Regions from separate parts of the Mus musculus genome. Here all the other regions are linked to region 4. A link is a contact called in public Hi-C, HiChIP or PLAC-seq and Micro-C data. All regions are on one chromosome and are shown on one strand. Each heading gives the region's core, a stretch centred on a gene start, on an enhancer-like site or on the middle of the called end of the contact. The rest is flanking DNA. Distances are from core to core; before and after follow the strand shown. Region 1 has its middle 17 kb from the start of Gm36213. Region 2 has its middle 14 kb from the start of Gm40425. Region 3 has its middle 14 kb from the start of Gm40424. Region 4 has its middle 16 kb from the start of Gm35895. Region 5 holds the start of Egln3 (egl-9 family hypoxia-inducible factor 3).

Region 1 (2,700 bases), core at 143-2,642, 160 kb after region 4:
CCATAAGTGCCAGAATATCCAGTACCCTGCCTTCTTACATAAACTATTGGTGACAGGGAGTTGTCACGGAAATTTGAGGTGAACTGGGAAGGTTGGAGGACACAGGAAGAAGGTGATCACCAAGTCACATTTGGCCTCCTGTCTCTAGGTGCTCGGGGATCCATTAGGAGCAGAACAGCAAGAGAGATGCAGCCCGAGGGTGAAGGATAACAGACTCCCTTGCTCTGGATGCTGTCTCCTCTGCCCTGCTTATACTTCAGCTCCAAACATTTACATTGAGGTCCAGCTTCCTCCACCATCATGTTAGAAGTGTGCTTACATTCCTTGTTCCTATATTTATATTCTGTTGAAGGCAGATGATTTCTTCCCATTCTGTAATCTTCAAACACAATAATGTACTCACTTATGCTGCACTTCTATGCCCTCCTGACCTCCAAGTAGGTACAAGGAGCACTCCCTGCCGCTCCAGTCAGAGAAGTGCTACTTAGGTCTGTTTTAAATATGGCGCCAACTTGAACACAACGTTCTTAAGCCAAGTGTCACTTCATTCTTTTAAGTGTAAGAAAGGGGAAATCCAGTGGGACAAGGTTGCACAACATTGTGGCACAGAGACTGGCTTAGAACTTGGGGTCTCAACAGCATTACACCGTCCTCAGTAATTCTTGACAGAAATCTTTTTCTCAAGTGCATGGTGCACTTAGAAAATGCCAAGTTAGTCTCTAGTCCCAAAGGTGGCATACAGAAGAAATAGTATGCAAGGATGCCTGTTTCATTATTGGTTGGGGCTCCTTTTCACTGCAAGTGACAGAAAGCCCATGAGATATGTCAGATCAAAAAGAGAGACTTTAGTAAGAAAGAGAGCCAAGACAGGAAGGACCATTCACGGCTGGGCAGGAATGTGTGGGACCAGGGACTCAAACAGCTATAAAAGCCCCTCTCCACCTTTACCCTCAGCTTTTCTGCAGCCTCCTCATTTCTCCACTTTGGCACACATTTGTCTACTAGGCTACTCTGCCATCACATGGCAGAAGACAGGGTCCTACCAGCCCCCAGGTTTCATCTCTGAGGCTTGTGGCTCCACCCTTTTTTTTCTTTTTGTTTTTCAAATTGTAGTGGAATGTTATTTGGATGCAATAAAAAGCATTCTTTGTTGAGTGTGTAATTCAGGAGTTCCCACAGATGTGAGTCACCACATGACCAGCACCAGATGAAGATTTTGGTCCAAAAATGTCCTTTGCATCTTACCAGAGGATCCACATCCCCTACCCGACTCAGCCCTAGAAACATTGATCTGCTTTCTACGTGCAGAGGTTGGCCTTTCTGGGATTTCATATAAGGCTGTACAAGTAGGGAGGCTGATAATTCTATTCAGCAGCTGTTTGGAGATCACCTCCCCCGTTCTGATTACTGGTGGTTACAGTGGTTAGTTCCCTTTTGTTACTTAGTAATATGACATTGTGCAAACAGAGAGCAATTTGTTTCTCTAACTTTGATGGACATCTGGATTGTTTCCATTCGGGGACTGGGATAAGTCAATCTGCTACAAATCCACACAGAGGAAGTTGTGTAGACACAGTTAGGTTTTCATTTCTCTTGAGTAAATAAATACTTAGATATGGGATTGCCAGGCCATACTTTTAAGTGTGTGCTTCATTTATAAGAAACTCAAACTGCTTTCCAAAGTGGAGACACTAGCCTATGTCTCTACAACAACAAATCAGCATTCCAGTGGCTGTGCATCCCCTCAGATACTTGGTAGGGTCGGTCTTGTCTGTTTTAGGTGTTCAAATGGGAAAATGGGAGTGTTCCAAAATTGTGGCTTTGATTTATGTTTTCTTAATACGTGCTGTTTAACATCACCTCTGGTTGCTCTTCAGGCAGGGTTCATCTTTGGTGAACACTTTAACTCTCTTGTTGACTTTTGAAAGCCTGCCTTATTGTTAAGAGCACTCATGAATCTAGAGACTAGGATGTAGCTTGCTGACGGAGTGCTTATGTAACATATTCAAGACACTGGATTGGTCCCCTCCCCCTCCCCACTATGAGTTTTTAAAGAGAACTATCTCTGTGTTCCAGGTATGAGCCTTTTGTCCAATGCACACTCTGTGAACACTTTCCCCTAAAATGGCTGCTTGACTTTTGCTTTTCCTACATTTCAAAGAGCAGCTTTTAATTTTTAAGAAGTCAAATTCATCCATTTTTTTCTTCTCTAGTTCCTACTTATTAAATCCTATCCAAAAATGAAAACAAAAAACAAAAATTGAGTAGCTGAAGATATGTTAAGACTGATTGGTGATCTTGCAGAGGACCAGAGGTGAGCTACAGCACCCACATAGGGAGATGAACAACTAACTGCCTGCAATTCCAGATCTAGACAACCCAGTGTCCTTCTCTGGTCTCTATGTGCACATACCCATATAAAAACATCGCTTACAAGGTAAATACACTTTCCACAAGCCTACCTAGCAACCTGAATTCAATCCTTGGAACCTATGTGGTAGAAAGAGAGAACCAACTCTCACAAGTTGTACTCTGACTTCCACAATAATGCTGTGGCATTCACACACTCTGGCACACACACACATACACTCAGGGAGGAATAAGAAACGATGCAGTTGTAAAAGTGGTTGCTGCCCAAGTTTGGGGTCTGGAGCTTGAATATTAAGGCCCACTTGTGTTCCAGTACACAGGAGTTGGATC
Region 2 (2,700 bases), core at 161-2,660, 200 kb after region 4:
TGCGTCATCTGAGGACTAGATGAAAGATAAAGAGACCAGAGATAGTTTTACATCCTCTTCTGGCTGTTTTAACTTTCTTTTCCCTTTCAATTTCCCCCTTAACCAGTCAGTAATAAAAGGCAAAATTAACTAAGTTCTGTCTTATCTCCATTCCATAGCTTCTACGTTCATGAGGAAGCGAGCGGTAAGCGATAAAAAATAATCTGAAAGAGACAGAATGAGTTGAGAAACCAGGAGACAAGTGATTTCAGACAGCCAGCTGCAGATGCCTCAGTGAGAAAAGACGTTCGCTTCAGAGTTCACCCCTGGAGACAGAAAGCACTATAGTTTTTGCTTAATTTAATTTAATATGGTAATTACTGGGAGAAAAAAGAATCCTAAGAATAAATGAGTGTTACATTTTTCAGCAATGCTTGTTTTTATTTTGTTTGTTGAATCTGTTATCTCACCGTGTCTTGTTGAAGATACTAAGTGTAGTCTAAGTCTAGATGATCCTGAGAAGAAAATATTAAATTACCATCAGTAACGAATACCTAATGCTTATAACCTGATACAATTAATATTTCCAGCAATGATTTAACATAAAAGCATAAATGACACCATAGAGTACTCACATTCTTTACTCTGAAGTATTTATTATTTTAATTCTAACTTCTGAGAACCCCTCGCACTGATGATTTTTTTAGGTAAGGGTGCTTTGCTTTATGTGTGTCACTGAACCATAAACAAGGCTGGCTTTCTGCACAGGAGACTGAAGTCATCAGAGTCCTTGGAACTGGAGTTCCAGACAGTTATAAGCTGCCATGTGAGCGCTTGGAATCAGATCCGGGTCCCCTAGGAGAGCTGCTGGTGCTCTTAGCCACTGAGCCATCTCTGGCCCCCACGATCAAGTCTTTTACATGGCTATTTTCAATACTGGAGGACAGAAGGCTCTTTTAGTATCTACATGACAGCTGAATGTCCCTTCTGACCCCTCCCCCCCCCCCCCCCCCCCCGCGCCCCGATAATCTGCACAGCAGCCCAGTCACAGAGGTAAATCATGCTGTGGTATAGATGTGGAAGCCAAAAGATAACTTTTGGGAATTGGTTCTTTCTTTCCACCATGCGTGCCTAAGGAACTGAAAACTGGTCAGCAGGCTTGGAGACATTTAAATGGTCCTTAAGAAAGCCCAGATGCTGCTTGGGGGGAGGGGGAGCATCAGGAAAGCATCAGGAGAGGAGGAGCCAGTCCTGGTCGCCTCTGCCTCCTGCCTCCTGCCTCCTGCCTCCTGCCTCCTGCCTCCTGCCTCCTGCCTCCTGCCTCCTGCCTCCTGCCTCCTGCCTCCTGCCTCCTGCCTCCTGCCTCCTGCCTCCTGCCTCCTGCCTCCATCTGCCATGGCCTGTAGGGACTTTGAAACTCCCCAACTACCCTCTATGAAAGGCAGCTCTGTCCTTACTATGATGCAGTGTTGTTTTATGACTTTGGGGAATTACTCATAGTATTGATGGCTGGTGAATTAACATAATGGTTTTTTAGTTCTTTGTGAGGGAGTTTTCAGACTTCCTGTTAGGGACCATAAAGAAACAAAAAATGATCCACTGTCCTGAGACAATCTCTCTATCCACCCCTCCTCCTTTTTTTTTTTTTAATTCAAAAATCCCACAGAAAACTATAGGAACTGAAAAGTCTCAAAATTCACAGCAAAGCAATTGCTGCGTTCCCAGTGTCAACTATATAACCTTGGGTTGTTTTTTTTTTTCCTGAGTCTGTCCCAGAAGGCTTTGTTCCCATTCACACAAACCTGAACAAGGAGTCACTCATAAAGAACATTCACACATTAAAAAAAAAAAAAAAAATATGGGAGATGTTGAAAAGAAAGAGCTACATCGCTCATTTGGAGGACAGTAAATGAGGTCCTGAAGGTCCTTCTGGATTGGTTGACTCTGGGAATTCATGTTTCTCCATTTCCACACTGAACGGGTAACCAAGTTCCTCTCAGCGCCAGCTCCATCCACCCTGGAGACAATCCTTGGCTCTCTCATTGCTCTGTGTAATTCTGTTCTGTTTCATCTCTTGTTCCAAATTGAAATCCTCACACTTCTTCCAGCGTCCATGTTTCTTACAAGTTAGATTGATGACTTTTTCCTCCCTAGAGGTTTTTCGTTTAAGTCAACACACTTACGAGTCTGTTCACAGCGAACACTGTTCACTCCCCCAAGAGGAATTCTAGGGACTCCAAGGAGCTCCTTGTGGAAGACAGAGGTTTTATTCAGAGTCTGGAATTGTGCACGCTCTCTTGGGGTTCATTCAGAGTATTCTTCCCGCTTTTACAGAGATGTATCAAGCCTGTTGCCAAGCAAAGGCTTGCCTACAATCATGGCTTTAAATTTTTCAGCCAGGAGCCAAGAGTGATGGCGCATGCGCATAATCTCATTACCTGGGAGGTGGGGGCAGGAGGCTCCAGAGTTTGAGGCTGGTCTTGGCTATGTAGTGAATTGGAGGCCAGCCTGGGTTACGTGAGACCCTGTTTTAATACATCATGGGGTGGGGGTATCGGCCACGCCTATAGGAAACCGGAGTTGCTAAATCCGAAAGACTTTATCTTTATGTGTCGATCCAAATAACGCACAGGAGGAGGGTAGTATGAGCCAAAAGATCTTCAGCTAGGTTTGGCCTAATTTGTAATATCAATAGTCTGCTTTGTGGACAGCAGTATCCTT
Region 3 (2,700 bases), core at 180-2,679, 170 kb before region 4:
CCCATTTACCAATGCCACTTGCAGTATTATAGTGGTCCTAGGTGTCCGCAATTCCTCTAGGCTCTGCCCAACAGTTACCTAGCAACAATCTACATCTCCACCCTGGGTTCAGCCAGGAGCCAGCAGTATAAGGACTACTTGGCTTCTCTCTCTCTCTCTCTCTCTCTCTCCTCCATCCCTCTATCTTACCTCTCTGTGTCTCCACCCCCCTCCCCTACATGTTCCAGGCTGGCCTCTCCTTCTCTTCCCCTCTCCTTTCCCTTTCTGTCCCACCTGCCTTCCTCTGCCTCTAACCCCATCCCAGGCACCCTGCTGCTCCGTTCCCTGGCTCCCTTCCCCCAATAAACTTCTTTTGTTCTAGGCCTGTCATGTGACTTGATCCCAAGACTCCTTGGCAGGGACCACTGAGGTGCTCCCTCCAGCCGCACTATACTACATCATCTTATAAAACACAACAATAGTCATGATGGTGACAGAGCTAAGTGAGCCTCGAGAGACAACTGGTCCACTGAGAGTAAATGAAGTCGAGGTCCTGAAGTTTAAATTGCCTGGCAGCAATGTTCCCAGGAGCACTCCTGGGGCAGGGGGATACCCCATTCTCCTTTTCAAGCTCTGTAGTCTTGTCAGAAGAGTTTCTGTTTTATATATATATTTGAGGGGGGGCCATTCTGGGCCAAAGGATTAAAAGGAGAAAAAGAACACATTTATATAAAGTACTGAGGTAAGTTTATTCCCATATCCTTATCTGGGAAAGCAACAGGCAGAGATCATGTGACAGCAAACCCAAAACTTCTCCCCTCATATGGGGGGGGGGGGACGGGGACATGGGGAACGGGGGGGGGGGGGGCGGGGGAGGGACGGACACTGGCTGCTTTGATTAAATCTTAATGCAAAGGCTGCAGATTAAGTTGTCATTCTGTAGAAGTCTTAGTAGCTACAGGCAGGCATCTTAGCTGCCAGACCCTTGTGCTAATCATCGAAAGTCACAGCTGTCTTGTTTTTTTTTAATGGGTGTCCTTTATCAAGATAACATAAATTTACTGACAAAAGGAAATTCGTGGACAGCCTGGAGGGGAAGCAGGAGGTAGGTAAGAGTGAATGGCCCTGCTAAAAACAGCGCCCCACACCCAGGAGAAAGTGTCCCTGCCCTGGAAGTCAATTCACCTTCCCCGCTCCCCACTCAACTACAGTCTGTTAGGAAACCCCAGGCACAAGAGTACGCAAGACGGCAAGAACGAACGCCAAAGGAGGCTCGGAAGTGTGTGAGCCTCTGAAAGTTAGAAGCCAGGAGGAAAGGCTTGGCTAAAAATAGAACTTATCAGATGGATTAAAGTCCCTCCCGAGAATGTTATCTCTCCCCACAGGAGGGTGGGGGGAAAGTCTGTCAAGGGGAACACAGGCCACAGGATGAATAAGCAGAAAAATAGGAGGAAATGACCAAGCCAATGCACGGGGCGTGCGTGCTGTACGAGAGCTGGCAGAGACAGCGCAGCTCCGCAGCTCCGGAGCCCAGAATCGGAGAATTTGCTGAGGCAGGGCACTCCCCAAAGCAAGACACTGCCAAGTACGGGGCGGGGGAGCAGTTTGTCCTTCCTCCCCACCTTTTCAGAATTGAGGCATTCCCGTTTGATTGGATATTACCTTTTCAAGCCATTTATTTAAAAAAAAAAAAAAAAGTCTACAGAAAAGGTTTCTTGGGAAAGTCCGCCTTCCAGCATTTTATGGCACACACCCAATGAAATTTCCCAAATCGATAGTTGGTGAATCCTTAGATCCTTTCCCAAGTTCCCACTGCTTTCTGGGCCACCCCCAGCTTGGGTCAGGTCAAGAGGAACAAGAGAAGCTTCCTAGAGCTGCCGGCAGCTACTCCAGACCAGTGAGAGACCAACACAGTATGTCCAGTCCCCTCCTCTCTTCAGTCCTCTTCCTCAGAAGTCCTCAATAGACAAAAGGCTCTTCTACACCTTAATCCCAAGTTACCTTTTGACATCTACACACACACATACACACACATCACTCACATACACACATACACACACATACACACATACACACACACACACACATATACACACACACACATATACACACATACACACACATCACTCACACACACACACACACACATGTACACACATACACACACACACACACACACACACACATCACTCACAAACATGAGACATCCCGAATTGTGTAGTGTTTTAATCAGCTGAGTATTTATCCACTCCTAGAGCAATCTTTCTCAAGTTGGTAAAACATTATCAATAAGCTACAACAGTATTCCCTAAAACCAGAGATGTCTTTTTAAAAAGAATCACAAAATGACCTCTATAAATGTTCCCAAGAGTCAATTGGAGTGGCATACACCTTTAATTCCAGCACTCGGAAGAATCGAGTGGATCTTTGTGAGGCCAGCCTGGTCTACAGAGTGAGCTCCAGGACAGCCAAGGCTATACAGAGAAACCCTGACTTGGAAAAGCATACCCTGTCCCCCAAAATAATAAGAAAGGGAAAATAAAGGCACTCAGAAATGTAAGAGTTAACTCCCAGGAGTTAGGAGAAAGGCTTCCAGGAGAAAGGTTACTTGTCTTAAGTGGGGAAATCACCAAAGATCAAAGTTTTTTTTTAGTCTTATTTCAACACAGTTGTTCACACTGTTAAGTAGGCTGAAGGCTGTGTGTCACGGGGTAGGAATCT
Region 4 (2,700 bases), core at 106-2,605:
AACACAGGGTGCTGTATTGTTTACAGGCTGGTCTCAGCACGGTGCCTGTCAAACTGAAATGGTGGCTAATTTTGGATGAATGAATGGCCCCGGTTTAAATGTGCCCTCCAGTTAAAGGGTCACATCTTATCCACCACCTCTTATCTACTACCACAGTCTCACCAGCCAAAGTCCATATGCATCTGTCTCTCCTTCTAGGATAGTTTTAATCTTAAATAAATAAATAAACAAACGGATGAATGAATAAATAAATAAATAAATAAGCAAATAGCAAGCTTCGTTAGGAACCAAGACAATAGCTTGAACAGAGAAGGAACTTAATATAGATCCCAAGTACCCATGTAACCTGCTAGGCTTGGTGACACCTCTATACCCAAGTGCTTGGGGCAGGGACAGAGGAATGGAGGATCACTAGAGCTAGCTGACTGGCCAGCCAGTCTGGCTGAATCAGTGAGTTCCAGTTTGGTAAGAAACCCTGTCTCAAAAAAGAAGGCGAAGAACATCTGAAGGAGACAGGCTGCGTTGACCTCTGGCCTCCACATGCACACAAGCAAGCACAATGTTGAGTTGGAAAGTATAGTTCCCATGTTTGCTTATAGGCTCATTGTGTCACATACATCTGCTTCCGTGATGCAAGACAGCACTAAACTTTACTCTAAAGATCTGTGTGCTTGGCTTCTTAGGTTACCTAACTCCCATTGTCACTGTCAGCTAGGTTTAGAATTACCTACAAGACACACCTTTGTATGTGTCTTTCAAGATCTCTCCAGAGAGATTTAACTCAGGAGGGGAAAACCCACGGTCCATGTGAGTGATCTGTCATGGATCAGGGTCTTAGATTGAACAATGAGGGGCAAAACTAGCTGAGCGGTAACATCCACTTCCCTCTGCCTCCAGACTTCAGACGCAATGTGACCAGACGCCCCGCCTTCCACTGCCATGCTTTCTAGCACGGAGGATGGTGGTTTCTCAAATCATGAGGCAATAGAAACCATGCCTTTCTTAAGTTGCTTTGTGTTCTATTTTCGTCACGCCGAGAAGTATAATTAATTCATGCACTGTGGAATACAGTAGGTGAAATGGCTGAGCGGTTCAGAAGACTCCTCAGGCCTTGGGTCCGACTCTCTCTGTTCCTTTTCATCCCTCCTTCCCTTCTTCTTTTCATTCCTCAGTCTTCCACCAGCATCGCAGACATTAAATAAGTTACTTTTCCTGGTTTTATGCTAGAATATCCCGACGAAAAAGAAAAAAATGGGTTTATTTTGGCTTACAATCCCCGAGGGAGAGAGCCTATCACCATGGAGAAGGGATGGCACAGAGGCAGGAGCGAGGAGCTAGAGATCACAGTTCGTTCACACACAGGCAGCAGACAGACAGGAAGTGGGCTGGGGCTATAAATCCACAAAGGCCACACCCCCTCGGTGATGGACTTCCTCCAGCAAAACTCTTTTTCCAGAAGGGTTCATAATCTTCCCAAACAACACTACCCACTGGGGACCAGGTGTTCAAACCTATGAGCCAATGGGAGACATTTCTCAGCCAAACCACCGCAGACCTCTTGGCATCTTATCTGACCTCCCTACTAAGCTGTCCGGGACTTCATTAGGCTTGGCCCTCATTTGCACATGCTCTTGACACCTGGTGTTCAGTGGCAGAAATGGCTGATAAAATTCCACGCTGATTAATTTCATGTTTAATCTAACTGATACTTCTGTAGCCTTTGCAAATAACCTTTTTGAACAAAAACTGCAATGGCTCATTCCAAACCCGATCAAAGAGGTACGCATGACTCACAGCCACTAAATAAACATTGACGCCTGATGGCAGTAATATGGCTATTTATATTCAGAGTCTGATTTAACCAGTGGCATTCCTGTAATAAGATAATAAGCATGAGCTGTTTACTAGAAAAAAAAGAAGAGACTGTGGTCCTGGTGTTCAATAAAATCTCTTAACAGGCAAATGAGTCTCTGAAATTGGTTGGCAAATACACCCAGAATGAGATGTGCTAATTAGCTGCTGTTAGTGGTTTTCTAAAATAAAGAGTTTAAACTTAGATTAGCCCTGAAATTCAGAACAATAAAAATACTGGCTATGTGATATTATGCTGGGATCTTACAGATGACGCTTGATCGATGCCCAGGCACACAATTTTAAAAGGAACTGTGTACCTTAATCATTAGATTTTGAAGAATCTGTCTACGAAGAGGTTTGAAATATGTAGGATTATAAGCATAGACATCTGAACGCCAGGTTTAATTTTTTTTTCCTATTCAGACAGCACTCATAGGTGATTCTCTTGGCTATACCTCTCAGATGGTCTATTACTGCCAGCACTTTTCTTGTTAAATAGAAAGAACAAAGGGATGTAAGGATTAGCTTAGGAGCATTCGGATAGCCTTTAAAACCAGATTAACCCATTCATAGCCAAGATCACAGAGGTCCAGGGTAAATGTGCAGATAACAATTGCGCAGCTTCTGAAATAATGATTAAAGCATCAAGCCTGGAAGGCTCTGCCCAGTGCCTCCTGGTGCCACTCCTCTCATCTGTTTTGTTTGTTCCTTTCTCTCCCTAATCAAGAACAGTGGGACCCCTACTGTGGTCCCCACCCCCTTTCTGTTGGCAAACCAGGCTGCAACTTGCCACTGGGCAGCTTATCTCAGACCTCCCACTAGCTGCCTCCTTCACCAAGTCTTTAG
Region 5 (2,700 bases), core at 94-2,593, 130 kb before region 4:
GAACAACAAAAACAAGGTTTCTACCCAGAGGTACCTCACCACTCTCTTCATGGACCTTATCAGGTTGTTTGAGTGGATTTTGCCATGAGTTTATAGGAAAAGAAAGGCGATGGCGTGGGGCTCAGCACTTGGGCTGAGGGGTCTATGAGAATTCTGAGCCCCAGGGCTCAAAGGCTGCAGCAGAAGTGGAGGACTTAACCTTGTCATACCGAACTCTTCCCTCCCACCCTACCTAACTCTACAAGCCAACTAACACAAGGCAAAAATTAGACTTGCCTCTAGTAGAGTTAAGAGTGCCTCTGGCTACTGTGAAGGGCAGTACCGGGTGGCTTTAAAGGAGGCACTTCGGATCATGGACATGCGTGTCGCAGTGTTTCCAATATCTTTTCCCTCCACCAGCCAGTTGTCCTTGCGGTCATCACCAAAACCAGGGCAATTCTTTCAGAGTCAGCAGAAGCTCATCATCACGAGACACCTGAGCCCCTTAACGTGGACTTTTGCTTAAGGGGTTAGGCCAGGAGGTGGAGGGGACGCAAGTAGGGCAGATAGGCAAGCTGACTTCTTGGTTAAAAACCAAAGTTCGCTGCACCCCAGCGAAGGCGACACAACACTCCGAATGAAGGCTTCCCGTCCCCTGCAGCGCAGCTGCGGCTGGGCACCCGCACGCATCCTACCTTGGACCGCTCCTTGACATAGTATTTGCCCAGCCGGCTCCCGCAGTACAGGACCAGCCGGTCGATGAGGGACAGGAGGAAGTTGATGGCCTCGCAGCCCTCCTCGTTGCCCCCGATCCACGTGATCTGGTCGCCTCGCAGGTGCCGCTTGGAGACGCCGGCGCACGGCCCGGCCAGCTGGCCGTCACGCAGGGCCCCGTTGTAGTGCAGCTGCTTGACTCGCTCCAGCACGCAGTCGCCCACCACCTCGCCTAGGAAGTTGTCCAGGTAGCAGAAGCCGACCTCGTGCAGACAGGGCACGATGTACTCCAGGGCGATCTTCTCCAGATCCAGCCTCATGATGTGTCCCAGAGGCATCTCGCCCACAGAGCCGAGGCCGGGGACCCCCAGGGTGCACGCACCCAGGGCTTTCCCAGCGCGAGCGCACAGCGAAGATGCGGAGAGCCGGGCCGGGGACTCTCCCACCTGCGGTGGTCACAGTCCCCGAGCCACTTTAGCTCCAGAGGCGGGGAAAGTTGCTCGAAACTCTGAAGAGAAGGGATCCCGGCTCTGGGACCGGCGGGAGCAGTGTAGGGCTCCGCCACCCAGCGCCGGACTGGCCCAGTGAGAAGTCGGAGGGCCCTTTTTGGAGATGCAGAGCCACCGCCGCGGCGGCCGTGGCCGGGGGAGGAACGAGAGAAAGCACCGCCTTGACCCCAACGTCATGGTCCCGCCCCCGGGACTGCCCTCCTCCGGGCTCTTCCTCTTGGACTGGTGCTGCGGAGCATCTGGGTGAGCTCCACTCTAGCTAACCTGTGTGTGACCCAAGAAAGGGCTGGATTTTTTTTTTTTAATGCTCTCGATTTGCATATTGATTTGCGTTAAATCCCCTAACAAACTTGAAAACCTGGATCTCACGTCTGAGATGCACATGAACAGTTTATTGCCACTTTCTGGGCTAGTCACCTCTCTGGTGACTATATTTCTTAAACATTAAGGTTTAAGCTCTACCTAGTGTCTTTCCTTCTTTCCTCTTCTGTTTGATTCGGGTCTGGCTGTTCCAACCCCTGTGAGAGAGAGAGGTGAATTTAATTTTAACCAAAACTGACTGATTCATTAACAAACATTCCCCTTGACCTCCCCCCACCCTGTGTGCCAGGCTGGTGTGTATCCCCTGAGAAGGGAGTGGAGGACAGAGAGATAGGGAGGCGCCCCGGGAAGGGAGAGCACTGCCAAATCCTGCAAATTTTTGTATTTTGTCCTGCGGGAGATGTTCATGCACCATTTATACTCAAGCTTTTTACTAAAAGGTTCTGAAATTCTCTCTCAAAATCACTCGCACTCTCCCCAAAAGATACACTGTGTTCCAGGTCTCTCTGGCTTCTACTACATGCAACTTGCACTAGAGCCCTAGGCCCTACCCAAAAGGCTTAATTATCTACTGTAAGGTGGTCTCTATACAGATTTCTGATGCCCTTTCCTTCCAAATGAGAGAGAGAGAAACAGAGACATCTAAGACAGAGGGAAAGAGAGACAAACACAGAGAGACAGAGAGACAGAGAGTCAGTTCACATCTTTGCACATTTAGATTTTCAGTTAAGTCAAATGAAAAACTGCACCGATTTTTCAAGCATCACTAATTTTGGACATAAAGTCCTTTTTGCTTTTATTCTCTTCCCAATAGCCCCTCTGCTCACCTTCTCTGAGGGGAGAAGTGGGGGTGCAGTTCATGTGAAGGAGAGGCAGAGGAGGAGAGAGTGCTGACAGACTGGGAAGAAGGCTGTATTGTAGTCAGTGAGGGCAAACAGGGCCTTGGGGAGTGGCAGTCAACCAGAGAGGGTGTAAGCAGCTTTGAAGAAACCTAACTAGCTCCATGGAGAACAGGGACCCTGTTAATGGCCTTGCTCAGTTGGCCTCTTCCATATGTCTGTCCAGGAGAAGGTGTATTTCCTTAGGGTAAAGGCTCAACTTCAAGAAGCTGTTGTCCAAAAGCCCATAGCAGCACTGGGGTGACAGGAGCCCATGTCCTTGAAACACTGATGCCAGC

The links. A called contact is a pair of places that touch in the nucleus more often than the background predicts. HiChIP or PLAC-seq counts read pairs in DNA pulled down with a chosen protein or histone mark.
Region 1: a FOXA1 HiChIP or PLAC-seq map of pancreatic cancer cells shows a contact between it and region 4. The contact joins two enhancer-like sites. A contact is called at or near these places in 27 of 484 Hi-C or Micro-C datasets (8-cell embryo, the AML12 cell line, LSK cells and 10 more) and 6 of 115 datasets of contacts at active chromatin or transcription factors (acute myeloid leukemia, bone marrow-derived macrophages, cardiomyocytes and 2 more).
Region 2: an HNF4G HiChIP or PLAC-seq map of pancreatic cancer cells shows a contact between it and region 4. The contact joins two enhancer-like sites. A contact is called at or near these places in 12 of 484 Hi-C or Micro-C datasets (cerebellum, cerebral cortex, embryonic stem cells and 1 more) and 3 of 115 datasets of contacts at active chromatin or transcription factors (astrocytes, intestinal villus epithelium and pancreatic cancer cells).
Region 3: a contact with region 4 is called in a Micro-C map of the HL-1 cell line, with 2.4 times the contacts expected there. The contact joins two enhancer-like sites. A contact is called at or near these places in 10 of 484 Hi-C or Micro-C datasets (the AML12 cell line, the HL-1 cell line, differentiating embryonic stem cells and 1 more), 7 of 115 datasets of contacts at active chromatin or transcription factors (acute myeloid leukemia, double positive thymocytes, embryonic stem cells and 2 more) and 1 of 9 other capture datasets (embryonic stem cells).
Region 5: a contact with region 4 is called in a Hi-C map of myeloid progenitors, with 1.8 times the contacts expected there. The contact joins the promoter of Egln3 here to the enhancer-like site in region 4. A contact is called at or near these places in 21 of 39 promoter capture datasets (the 3T3-L1 cell line, 3T3-L1-derived adipocytes, the HPC-7 cell line and 14 more), 1 of 15 datasets of contacts at CTCF or cohesin (CD8 T cells), 27 of 484 Hi-C or Micro-C datasets (3T3-L1-derived adipocytes, B cells, the C2C12 cell line and 18 more), 17 of 115 datasets of contacts at active chromatin or transcription factors (CD8 T cells, DN3 thymocytes, the SCID.adh cell line and 12 more) and 4 of 9 other capture datasets (adipose tissue, embryonic stem cells, liver and 1 more).

What each region holds. Positions count from the first base shown.
Region 1 is chr12:54,494,714-54,497,413 of GRCm38.p6, forward strand. No RefSeq gene overlaps it. Among named protein-coding and RNA genes, the nearest start is that of Gm36213, 17 kb to the left of the region's middle. Within about 2 kb of position 1,393, at least 25 of the 459 cell types and tissues checked have an H3K27ac peak or open chromatin away from gene starts, as enhancers often do. A contact at or near this core is called in pancreatic cancer cells, where this site is marked.
Region 2 is chr12:54,534,926-54,537,625 of GRCm38.p6, forward strand. No RefSeq gene overlaps it. Among named protein-coding and RNA genes, the nearest start is that of Gm40425, 14 kb to the right of the region's middle. Within about 2 kb of position 1,411, at least 16 of the 459 cell types and tissues checked have an H3K27ac peak or open chromatin away from gene starts, as enhancers often do. A contact at or near this core is called in pancreatic cancer cells, where this site is marked.
Region 3 is chr12:54,161,567-54,164,266 of GRCm38.p6, forward strand. No RefSeq gene overlaps it. Among named protein-coding and RNA genes, the nearest start is that of Gm40424, 14 kb to the right of the region's middle. Within about 2 kb of position 1,430, at least 182 of the 459 cell types and tissues checked have an H3K27ac peak or open chromatin away from gene starts, as enhancers often do. A contact at or near this core is called in the HL-1 cell line, acute myeloid leukemia and pancreatic cancer cells, where this site is marked.
Region 4 is chr12:54,333,201-54,335,900 of GRCm38.p6, forward strand. No RefSeq gene overlaps it. Among named protein-coding and RNA genes, the nearest start is that of Gm35895, 16 kb to the right of the region's middle. Within about 2 kb of position 1,356, at least 31 of the 459 cell types and tissues checked have an H3K27ac peak or open chromatin away from gene starts, as enhancers often do. A contact at or near this core is called in CD8 T cells, ECoMG-derived neutrophils, the HL-1 cell line and 5 more, where this site is marked.
Region 5 is chr12:54,202,531-54,205,230 of GRCm38.p6, forward strand. It overlaps Egln3 (egl-9 family hypoxia-inducible factor 3), which reads right to left and starts at 1,344. Exons shown (of 5, transcript NM_028133.2): 1 at 675-1,344. The coding sequence starts at 1,031.